Linked DNA regions of Sus scrofa: region 1 is linked to region 2. A link is a contact called in public Hi-C data. All regions are on one chromosome and are shown on one strand. The core of a region is the stretch at or near the end of the contact, and the rest is flanking DNA. Distances in the headings are between cores, read along the strand shown.

Region 1 (5,939 bases), core at 2,876-5,375, 84 kb before region 2:
CCAGCCCTTCTCCCCTCTCCCTCTCCAGGGCACCATGGCCAATGCTGCACAGGCTGCACCATCCATCTGGGCAGCCCCTCTGGGGTCCTGGGTGACTGTGTCACTTGGAGCCTTTGGGACCTCAGCGGAGGCTCAGATGGCTGTTTTCCTATCCTGTTACAGAGACTCATAAGAGAGCGTCATTCTCTTAGAGAGCAGAGAGGGGGAAGAGAGGATTGAGAGTTTGGGGTGGGCAGAAGCAAACCACAGAGAATGGATAAACCAGGTCCTACTTACAGCGCAGGGAACTATATTCAAAATCCTATATCAACCTAACGGAAATGAATCTGAAAATGAATGCCTACATACGGATGAATGAATCACTTGGCTGTGCACCTGGAACTATCACAGCATTATAAATCAACGGTACTTCAAGACAAAGATTATTCTTGAAGTTCCCGTCATGGCTCAGTGGTTAATGAACCCGGCTAGCATCCATGAGGACATAGGTTCAATCCGTGGCCTTGCTCAGTGGGTTAAAGATCCGGCGTTGCTGTGAGCTGTGGGGTAGGTTGCAGATGTGGCTCGGATCTGGCGTGGCTGTGGCTGTGGCGTAAGCCGGCAGCTGCAGCTCAGATTTGCCCCCTGGCCTGGGAACCTCCACATGCCTCGGGTGCAGCCCTTAAAAATAAATAAATAAATAAAGTTAAAAAAATAAAGTCTCATGCTCTGTCCTGAAGTCACAGGCCACTGTTGGTTACCGCGATGCGTCAGCGTGATCTCTGGGTCACTCACTTGGCACCTCTCGTTTATTGTCCTGTACAGACAGTCAGGAAGCTCTCCAAACGAGGTCACTGTACTGCAGTAAAAAGCAGGCTGCCCTGGAGGGAGAGGTGACGTGCCTTTCCCTCCGGGCTGGGAAGCCTGCTGTCGGGGCAGGGGCTCTGTTCCTCCACGGTCTCATCTGCAAAATGGAGAGGAGGCTGCCTTCCCCCCCAGATGTTGGTGAGAACCAAGAAATGCGTGGAAAACCGTCCTGCACCACAAGTCAAGAAGCTGTGCCCTCAGGCACCTGGCAGGCTGTTATCTCCTTTACTCGTCCTGAGGGCCCTGCCAAGCAAGAATTCGGATCACCATTTTAAGATAACAGAGCCAGGGTACCAGGGAATTAAAGAAGCTTCCAAGATGCACATCCAGATCCATCAAATTTGAGAGCCGTGTTTTTCCACTATAGTTACATTCCATCAAGGCTGGAAAAAGGGTTGCAAAAGCCCAGAGTCACCACTGGAGTCTGTCCTTAAGGATGACAGTTCAGGGGCTGTGTATGCTGAAAACGGTGAGGACTGGCCTCTCTCCCTTTGTCCCCCCCACTGCCCGCTGTGGCAATGACCTTCAGGAAGAGAGGAGGGTCAGACACGGAGGCACAGACTTCTGCGCTCAAATCCCCTGTAAAGTGGGACACACGTAACCACGCTTTGGCATCAATGGTTAAAACAGTGATATGACACACAGCTGCACGTGTAATCCTCATCAAGAGATTACGACTGGTGTTTTCCTTCTTCATCTATTTCATGCATCCAACAGATGCCATAATGCTCTCCCTCTGATAAGGTTACAGGCTAGGACCCATTCTTAAAGTACACAGACGGAAGAAGTACGCAGTAAAGGTTTTGTAGACCCAACACCATACAGACACAGCCTAAGTCCTGGCAGCTGCTCTGGCTTGGCCTGCAAAGAAGCTTCTGGAACTGCCCCAGCCAGGAAAAATCATTAGCACTGACAGCATGGGTATAATCAGTTCTCCCTCTTTAGGGTAAGACAGAAATGCTTCCATGTAAGTGCTTGAGACAATTCTTCTGAAACCCCATCACCGATGCAGATCTGCAAGCACTCATAATAATTAAAACAACTTCGGTAATATTAACTAACATTCATATGTATAATAACCAAGTTACAACAATTATAAACTTAGCGAACCATAGCTAACAATTATAACACTAACTACTGATGATAGTTTTTATTAAGCACTTGACACCACACTGGGGACTCCATGCCTATTGTCCCCATGCCAAGTCCTCATGACAATGCGATGAGAGAAATACTATTTTTGTCCTCATTTTACAGATAAGGAAATTGAGGCTTAGCAAAGTGAAATAATTTTTCCAAGGTCACACAGTGCCAAGTGGCACCGAGACATGTGCTTAGGGCAGCAGACTGGACTTGGATTTTCCAAGATCCTGGAATGATCAGTACATCTCCGGGTCCTCCCAGGTTAACGAAACCATGCTCCCAACTTCAAAAAGGTAGGACATGAGATATTCCTAAGAAATCCACACATTTGTGCATGTCTCCAGAAGGATACATAAAGCCACTCAGACCTGGTCTACAGGATAGGGGGAAGATTGGCAGGTGAGTAGCAGAAGTTTCCAGCAATGAGCATCAACAGCATATCTGAAGCCCACTAAAGCCATTTTCTTCACACACACACACACAAAAATTGTTTCACCTAATGAATCCAAAAATATTCTTTTTTTTTTTTTAACAGCCACACCTGCAGCATATGGAAGTTCCTAGGCCAAGGGTCAAATCAGAGCTGCAGGTGCCTGCCTACCCCACAGTCACCGCAACACCAAATCCAAGGCGCATCTGCGACCTACTCTGCAGCTTTCAGCAACTCGGGATCCTGTACCCACTGAGCGGGGCCAGGAACCAAACCTGCATCCACATGGACACAACGTCCAGTACTTAACCGCTGAGCCACCATGGGAACTCCCCCAAAACATCCTTTTTGTAGATCAACTAAAAGTGTCTGTGGTCAGCAGCAGCCACAAAGGATTCTGCAGTTTTACACTTGGAATTTTGCCTCATTGTTTTCTGTTCAAAGACCTTCAAGAGATCACTATACAGTTGCCATCAGCTCTGCTCACCAGGGACAACCAGGCTCTTTCCTCTGTTTTCCTCTTATCCCGTCTGGAAACCGCGTGAACTTTGCGGGGGGAGGTGGCATTCAGGAGCTGCCCTTAGGACTGTTCCCTGGGCCACCCACCCGCCTGGAATCATCCCGAGCTGAGTGACCACTGAAGCCCAGGCTGCAACCTGAGAAGGTCCAGGGACCAGATATAAAAGGAAACAGCCCCGCTGCAGGTCTCCCGCTTTCAGGACTAATAAAACTGTTTTCTCTCCACAGCCTCTGAGATGCTAAAATGCTGGCTGAAATCTCAGTCCCAGGCAGACTCTGCAGGTTCAAGCCTAAAATCAAAGCCTGAACTATTTCCAAGGAGAAAAGCCCTTCCTTTACGCGAAATCTGACCAAGCGATGTTATGGGGGGGTCGACTTTTCACGCCTATTTTTGGTCCGTTTGAATTCCTGGCATATCTAAATCTGGGGCCTTAGAAATGTTTGTTCTGGTCACTGCGGTATCATTTTCCTCAAATAATAGCATTACACACGCTAACTTTACACTTTTTGTTACAGTTACATGATATACACAAGTCATTGCACCCAGGAGTCATTTTAATAATCTGGTCCATCATACGCTCCAAATATTTTTACATTATGTGCAATTTTAAATAAATCTGACAGAAGGAACGGCAGAAACACTCCACACACCAAAAAAGTCCCTCTGATTCGATCATAGATACATATGCGATACAACAGGACTGAAATCACATGTTCAAAGTTCTAGCAGCAACACGCCCCCTTCCTGGACTCCCCTTCCACACCCAGCTACCCCGGATCACACATTTCACACGCTAAACACCATTCGAACCAAGGCCGAAAGCAAAGGGCTCACAGACTGACTGCCGAGCCGCGTTTACTTACGCCTGAAAAAAGAAATTTAAGGCCAGCGCTGGGTCATACCGGCTCCTTCTATTCCAAGTCTAAGATACTCAGAAAGTAGGACAGGAAGACAAGCCCCCCCATTCCATCAGACACCTACCGCTATGGACCCAGAAGATGTGGCAACAAACACTTTGATAACCATTTTGAGAGTCTGGAAAGAGGGCTCCCCCCAACACACCCCTGCTAGGGGACGCGGCGCTAGACAAATCCTGACAGTGACACAGACAAATGCCAGGTGGGGGCTGGCGGGGGCCCAGGGCTGTCTGAGCTCCTGCCTCTCCCAGGAGAGGCCCAGGCATCTCGGGCTCTCCCCTCCATTGGCTCGGGAATATTTGGGGATCTGTCAGGAAAATAGTTGATTGGTTGGTAAAAGCAGCCACTGGACGCTTTCCCTTATCACTTTAACAGCCCGACAACAGTCCCTAAAAGGCAAGGCTGCGCTCTGCACCAATCAGAGACCGGCGGGGAGGTGTCTCGGACCGGAGGGAGGTGGGGCCCGGGTACCGGAGGAGGAGGAGGAGGGAGGAGGAGGGAAGGGCTCTCGGGAGCCGGAAAAGCCCAGAAAACACCGGCTCGGTCCCGGAGGAGGCTTTGTTTACAGGGCTTCTGCCAAACGAACCGGAAGGGTCAGAACAGGCACCGAAGCCTTTAAACAAATACAGAGCGCGTTCCTTCCTTTTAATTTTTCTGACACATCTGTTTACAAATCAAATGAATCGTCATACAATAGATTCCGTTAAGAGTGGCCTGTGGCCAGTTTTCTCCCTTTGCCACCTGTTCCTTTTAAAGAACCGGAGCTGACAAGCCGAGGGACCGTGTAAGGTTTCACTGACATCCCAGACCCGGCAGGGAGGTGGCGGCTGGCTTGTCAGCACCCATGACTTCAACAAACAAATTGTCTCCGCTGTTTCAGAGACCTTGGGGCGGGGTGTGGGGGGGGAGATTAATGGTCTGTTGGTAGCAGGCTCCCTCATCTTATTTGTATAGATGTTTGAATTGTGTTCAAAGTTAGATTTTGCTGTTGTTGTTAAAAATCTAGTAAGACGCCCAAAAGCTAGCCACCCAACTCTTCGATGGGTTCCAAAACCAAGATCAAGGGTGTTAGGGGCAAACGAAGGGAGGATATTTAGTCCTCTTTAGAGAAATGAGTCTCTTTTTTAAGTCCCTTGCTGCTCAAGGAGGAGGTGGCTATGGCAACCTGGAAGAACGCATTCTAACTAGGAGTGACCCCTAAAATTAATCTACAAGGACATTCAACAGGGCGTTGATACAATGGGAGGAGGAGGAAGAGGAGAAGAGAAATAGTGCTAAGCTTCGTTAATGATGCCAATGTATCACTAAAAATTCTTACGCAATCACTTTTTAGCACTTGTAATTCCATGATCTTGGTGATTTTTACATCTTCTTGTACTTTCCTGTACATTGTCAATTTTCTACACCAAGCATGCATTGCTTCATTGTCATGGTTTTCTCCTTTCACCCAAGAAATCTATCTTTACACAGAGAGGTTAACAGGAGCGCTCAGCTCTCCATCCACGCCCCTCCCAAGCTAGGAACCAGACACGCGCAACGGACTCGGATTCAAAACACCCGGTGCAAGGGCGAGGGCTAACCGGCGCGCGAAAGAACCGCGGGATCTCCGAGCCTACGGGGACGTCGCGGGGCCGGCTCTCTCACCCCGGCGCGGCCAGGGCGCCACCGAGGTCCCGGGCCCTGAGGAGGTGCAACCTGAGGCTCCTTTGCAAACGCCTACGCCGCCAGCTCACTTCTCTCTCAAGGAGGAATCACGTGGAGCAGGACTCTCCCCCGCCCTAGACCGCCGGAGCCACGCACCACCAGACGGGGTCCCAGTGCGCGTGCGCGCAGACTCGCGGCTCCGCCCCTCCCGGCAGGTCCCAGAAGGCCCAGCGTGCCAGTTTCCAGGGCAACGCGTCAGCGCCGGGAGGCCGCTGGGTTAGCGCTGCAGCCGGAGCCGCGCGCAACAGGTAACCGCCGCCGCGCCCTGCAGCCCGAGGCCTCCGCCCAGCCCCAGCCGAGCCTCCTGCTAAACTTTCCGAACCTTAACTTACAGTGTCGCCTGGTCACTCAGCTGTAGCCCCTGCCCAGCTCGGGCCTC
Region 2 (6,032 bases), core at 1,685-4,184:
TTTTGTCCTTTTGCCATTTTCTTGGGCCGCTCCCGCAGCATATGGAGGTTCCCAGCCAGGCTAGGGGTGGAATCAAATCGGAGCTGTAGCCACCGGCCTACACCACAGCAACGCAGGATCCGACCTGCATCTGTGACCTACACAGCCCCCGGCAACGCCGGATCCTTAACCCACTGAGCAAGGCCAGGGATCGAACCCGCAATCTTGTGGTTCCTAGTTGGATTCGTTAACCACTGAGCCACAACGGGAACTCGGGGGAGGGCGGGGGGGAGAAACTTAAAGACAATATGCTGAGTGAAAAACTCCAGACATAAAAGGACAAATCGTGTATGATTTCACTTATCTGCGGTGCCTAGAGTAGTCAGATTCACAGACAGAAAGTAAGATGGTGGTTGTCAGGGGCATGGGGTCTTAGTGTTTACTGGGGGCAGGGTTTCAGTTTGGGAAGATGAAATAGTTCTGGAGATGGTGGTGGTGACAGCGGCACACCAATGTGCATGTACTGAATGCCACTGAACCACAGACCCGAAAGCAGTTAAGACGGTAAATTGCACGGTGCAAATATTTTACAATTTTTAAAAAGGGGAAGAAAAGGAGTTCCCATCATGGCTCAGTGGAAATGAAACGAATCTGACTAGCATCAATGAGGATGCATGGCCTTGCTCAGTGGGTTAAGGCTCCCGCATTGCCATGAGCTGAGGGGTAGGGGGCAGACTCGGCTTGGATCTGGCGTTACTGTGCCTGTGGTGTAGGCTAGTGGCTACAGCTCTGATTCAATGCCTAACCTGGGAACCTTCATATGCCGCGGGTGTAGCTGTGAAAAGAAAAAGAAAAAAGGGTCCCTGCTGTAGGGATCCAAGGGTCTTGAGAGTGGTGGGACACAGGTTCGATCCCTGGACCAGCACAGTGGGTTAAGGATCTGGAGTTGTCGGGGCTGTGGTTTAGGCGGCAACTGAAGCTTGGATCTGATCCCTGGCCTGGGACCCCCATACCCCTCAGGGCAGCCAAAAAAGAAGAAAGTGGGCAGGGGCCTGCTCTTCAAGGGTCTCTTATGCAATGCTAGGTACCTGGGACATCATCTTAAAAACAGGAAGCATGAGAGAAGATTCTGAAGGGGGGATGGGATTAAGAGAGTGTTCCCTATGCTTCAGGACAACTTGGGTGGTAAGGTAAACCTAAAATAGTTTTACCCAAAACAGGCACACAGGAGATTCCCTGGCACAACAGAAACGAGTCCGACTAGCATCCATGAGGAGGAGAGTTCGAACCCTGGCCTCGCTCGGTGGGTTGGGGATCTGGAGTTGCAGTGAGCTGTGGTGTAGGTCGCCAACAAAGCTCAGATCTGGCGTTGCTGTAGCTGTGGTGTAGGCCAGCAGCTGTAGCTCCAATTCCACCCCTAGGCCGGAACTTCCATATGACGCAAGTATGGAGAGAATGAGAAATAAAGAAGAAAAAAAAACAAAAACAAAAACAAAAAAAAAAGGCACTCAACAGACACCAGTAGAGTAAAACAAAAAAGAAACTCCACCACCACCAATAGCCCTCCACCACCACCAATTTATATCAGAAGAGAAAAGCAGGGAGAACAGCTCCCAGGACATGGCTATAATGTGTGCACCCCATCTTTGAAGTCTCCTCAGACTGTCCCCGCTCCCATTGTGGGCATAAAGATTGTGCCCTTCCCCAGAGGACAGCTCCCCACCTACACACACACACACACACACACCCCTACACCTCCATCAAATGTGCCACCAAACGCCCCCCCCCCATTCTTTTTCCAAAAGGCAGAGGAGCAGACCTAGGAGAATCACAAATCAGGGATGAAATCCGCCCCCTCCAGCAGTCACTAGCTGCAAGACTTAACACAATTAAACAGATTCAGGGAGTTCTCTGATGGACTGGCGGATTGAGGTGCCTGCGTTCTCACCTGTGGCTCCGGTGGCTGCTGTGTGGCTTCGGTTCGATCCCTGACCCAGGAATTCCCACATACTGCCTGTGTGGCAAAAAAGAAAAGAAAAGAAAAATCCACGAGAGCACCTAAAATAAACGTTGCAACTCTCATTTAAAAAAAAAAAAAAAAAAGAAAAGAAAAAAACTAGACGGAGTCAGACTCCTCCTCTGGAACATACAGCAGGACGGGGTGACAATCACAGCAGCTGTGGCACCTACACACGAGGTAACGTACTCGCGATGCGCGAAACGCCCCGCAGAGAGAGCGCTCCCACGTGCCTGCCATTCCTCTGGGTACACAAAACATCACAGAACACTGAGATTCTCTGTCTACACCGTCTCCCACCCTACCCGCCCCAAGAATGCGGGGCTCCTGCACCCTGAGGTCCATCCCCCAGGACCTGGCACAGCTGGCCCTGCACGCGAGAAGGCGAGACTTCCCGAAAGCCCTAGACGCCCTGCTTGCAGGCACTGGGCCCCCAGCAGCCAAGGCTGCCGGATGCCTCCAGGGCCCGGGGGATAACGGAAATGCGCGCGGCTGGCAGAAAGGCACTGAGGACCGCCGCCACGTGAAAACTGACCAAGATCTGCCAGGTGTGTCTTCTTTTCCGCCCCAAGAATCCAGAAATCCGGATCTGGGGGGAAAGCTTTACAGCTTTCAGAGGAGAGCAGCCAACTCGAAAATATCTCAAAACAGAACCGCCCGCCCAAGAAGCCTCTGCAGGCCGAAACCAGCCCTCCGGCGGCCAGCTCGAGACCCCTGTGTCTACACCGGGCTCGCCGAGGGCTTGGGCGGCGACCCCACCGGCCCCTGGAGGGCCAGGCCACTTACGAAGGAGGAGAAGGACGGGAGGAGGATCCTGAGTACATTGCACCCAAACACGAAGCTGAGCACCAGCAGCCACGCCCAGCGGTCGGCCTCCGCCGCGCTCATGTCCTTCGCTCGCGGCGGCGCCAGCCCCGCTACTGCGGCTCCATGGGGACCACGCCGACCGCCGCGCCTGCGCAGTGAGCCCCACGCGCCCCCAGGCGCGACGCCGCACCTGCGCACTGCGCCGCACTCGAGGGGGCGGGGCCGCCTCTTCCTCCGGGTCCTGGTTCGCGTCCGCCTTCGCCTTGGCCTTGGCCTTCCCGGCTTCCGTAGCTGCTCTCACCCTCTCTCCCCCCAACCCCGTGGAACCTGTTTTCCAAATTCTCGCGGTTGCGACGCCAACGTCTTTCTAGTTTTGTTATATCTGCACACCAGCTGTGTTATTATGTAATTAATACTTTCTTTAAATTGCATCATCTTTATTCCTAAATAAATTTATTTTTAAACAAATCTTTTCATAAATAGAAAACTACTGTAATTATAGAGGCAAGTAACCACGAAAAGAAAAAGGTTTTGTAAGCGGTTATTAGTGAGTTGTTAATGTTTACATTTCCAAACCCAACACTAACAAAGCAATTACAAAACTGCATACCTGAAAAATAAGTATTAATTTTAAAGGCACCGTTTACATTTAGCCTGAAATAAAGTAACTTTTACTTTACAGTAAAAGAATCACAATTCACGCTTATGTGTAGTAGATAAAGCAAAAGGTGGTTGGCTCTCTCTTCTACCATGGTTGGCGTCTGAGAACTAAATCCCAATCAAAATGAATTGAGGACCTGGGAGTCTACGATTTTTTTTTTTTTTTTTTTTTTTTTTGCTTTTTAGGGTTGCACCAGCAGCATATGGAGGTTCCCAGGCTGGGAGTCCAATCAGATCTACAGCTGCCGGCCTACCCCACAGCCACAGCAATGTGGGATCCCAGCCACGTCTGTGACCTACACCACAGCTCACAGCAATGCCAGATCCTTAACCCGTTGAGTGAGGCCAGGGATCGAACCTGCAACTTCATAGTTCCTAGTCAGATTCACTTCCACTGTGCCACCAGGAGAACTCCCAAATTTCTGATTAAAGAAAACACGTGAAGCAAAACTACTCAATGACAGTAGACTGAATCATTTCCATGGAAAGGTTTCTTGGCCAGTAGGTGATGTGGAACCGACTGAAACAGAAGACAGTCTTGGAGCCTGCTCCTCTTCCATAGCCTCCTTCGTCCCGCTGGGCTAACCAAAGCTGTAGCCAAACTCCTGGCTCCTGTGCTTGCTAGAGGTTTAGAAGACTTGAAAGTAAAACCACCTGGTGAAAAGCGATGGCAGACCCTCCTGACTCCACTCCCCCACCCCGACTCTGCCTTCAGGCCTGGGGGGAAAGTACAGCCAGCTCCCCACCCCTGCCTCACCCCACCACAGTACACATCCCCCAGGAGAAGGAGCATGGATTCCTAGTGAGGCAAAAATTTGACAAAAACCCTGGGTATTCGCCTTGACTGCGCAGCAGTGGGGGAGATGACCAGCAGCAAGGGGCCTGCAAAGGCAACTCAGAACACTCAGCTCTCTCCTATTGCACCCTTTGGGCAGCTCTCAAAAAGGGCACTAACAATTGGCAGCTGAATTTGTCTATTAATACATGGAAGGAAAGTGTCAAAATCAGAACATCTCAGTATGAATCAATATATATCTGGGAATTCCCCTTGTGGCACAGCGGAAACGAATCTGACTAGGAACCATGAGGTTGTGGGTTCGATCCCTGACCTCGCTCAGTGGGTTAAAGATCTGGCATTGCCATGAGCTGGGGTGTAGGTTACAGACTCGGCTTAGATTCTGCACTGCTGTGGCTGTGGGGTAGGTCAGCAGCTGTAGCTCCGATTTGACCCCTACCCTGGGAACCTCCATATGCCGCGAGTGCGGTCCTGAAAAAAAAAAAAAAAAGGTGCCTGTTTATTCATGAACTGGATGTTGCAATATCAGAGAAAGACATTAAGCAACCAGGCACCACTGAATAAATAATCAAAAGCACTACAATAGCTGTGAGAAGAGTCAAGGTACATGCCTCATCTAGGAACGTGGTGTGCGTACCAGGGACAGAGAAGTCTCTAAAGAAATTCAAAGGGAGATTTTAATGTGAGTTGAACAAACCCAACTGAAATATTGATTTCATCTGGAAGTCATCATAAATCATGAAAATAACTGGATTTGAAATTCAGGTCAAAATACAGTCGTTCCACTGTCAGATGCCAGCAGAGATAATACTGAAAATAGGCATCAAAACCAGATCGTCCTGGGGCTAGGCAACCAAGAAACCAAACCTTGGGGAGTCTCAATGGCAATAGGTACGACATTCCAAAGGCTAGATTTCGATAGAAGAATGTCTCCCAGAATCAGCAAGATTAAAAATGGAATAGGGGGTGGATGAGTAAGCAGTTCCCAGAACTCCCACATGGCTAATGCGAGTGGGTCAGGCACACTGATCAGGTAATAGTGAATTCAGGTGCAAGGAAGGACAGCCACTTAGAGTAGAGTAGGGTGTGTTTGGAAAAAATAGTGATAGAATTAATATTATGGTGAGAAAGACAGTCTAAAGACTGGAACCAATAAGGTTATGGTCCACCTTCAATAACCAAAGCTGTTCACAAATTCACCAACAGGGCGGCAGTGTTTATTCTGAGGGATATAAATCCACAAAGGGAAAGTAAATCTTTATACAAACTTTAACGGTCTGTTAGGAGAAGAGGTATAACTCTGACTTTTTAGAGGCAGAGAGAGTACCCCAATCTTTAACTCAAGACTTGAGTGAAGTACATCAGCAGAAAAAAAAAAAAATCTAGCAAGACGAAGCTGCTTCCAACACCATCCAAGCATCATGCTGGATTGTCAAGGCTAAGAAGAGGAAAAAAAAAAAAAAAAAAAAAAAAAAGCAGCGTTCCCTGGTGGGCTAGCAGTTAAGGACCCAGTGTTGTCACTGCTGTGGCACGGGTTCCATCCCTGGCCTGGAAATCTGTGCATGCCATAGGCGTGGTCAAAAAAAAAATCTATCCCATAGAAAATAAATATTCAATAGTGTTACAACTGGATTCTAGTCCAGAGAAAGACTGGAAGAAAATAAAAACACCATTGGGGGTATGTCATCTAATTTCTTGTTCAGAACAGGCAAACCTCTGACATAACATAAAAATTCCTCTTCATAGGACTTCAGAGAATGGGTTTAGCAATCT

The links. Hi-C and Micro-C count contacts between places; a contact is called where the count stands out from the background.
Region 1: a contact with region 2 is called in a Hi-C map of liver, with 4 times the contacts expected there. The contact joins the promoter of SH3BGR here to the promoter of WRB in region 2. A contact is called at or near these places in 2 of 5 promoter capture datasets (fetal liver and liver) and 8 of 47 Hi-C or Micro-C datasets (embryonic fibroblasts, epiblast stem cells, fetal skeletal muscle and 3 more).

What each region holds. Positions count from the first base shown.
Region 1 is chr13:203,044,761-203,050,699 of Sscrofa11.1, reverse strand. It overlaps SH3BGR (SH3 domain binding glutamate rich protein), which reads right to left and starts at 4,125. Exons shown (of 8, transcript NM_001244236.1): 1 at 3,921-4,125. The coding sequence starts at 3,965. LCA5L (lebercilin-like protein) reads left to right here and starts at 5,501. Exons shown (of 9, transcript XM_005670355.3): 1 at 5,501-5,808.
Region 2 is chr13:202,959,592-202,965,623 of Sscrofa11.1, reverse strand. It overlaps WRB (tryptophan rich basic protein), which reads right to left and starts at 2,934. Exons shown (of 5, transcript NM_001244308.1): 1 at 2,783-2,934. The coding sequence starts at 2,884.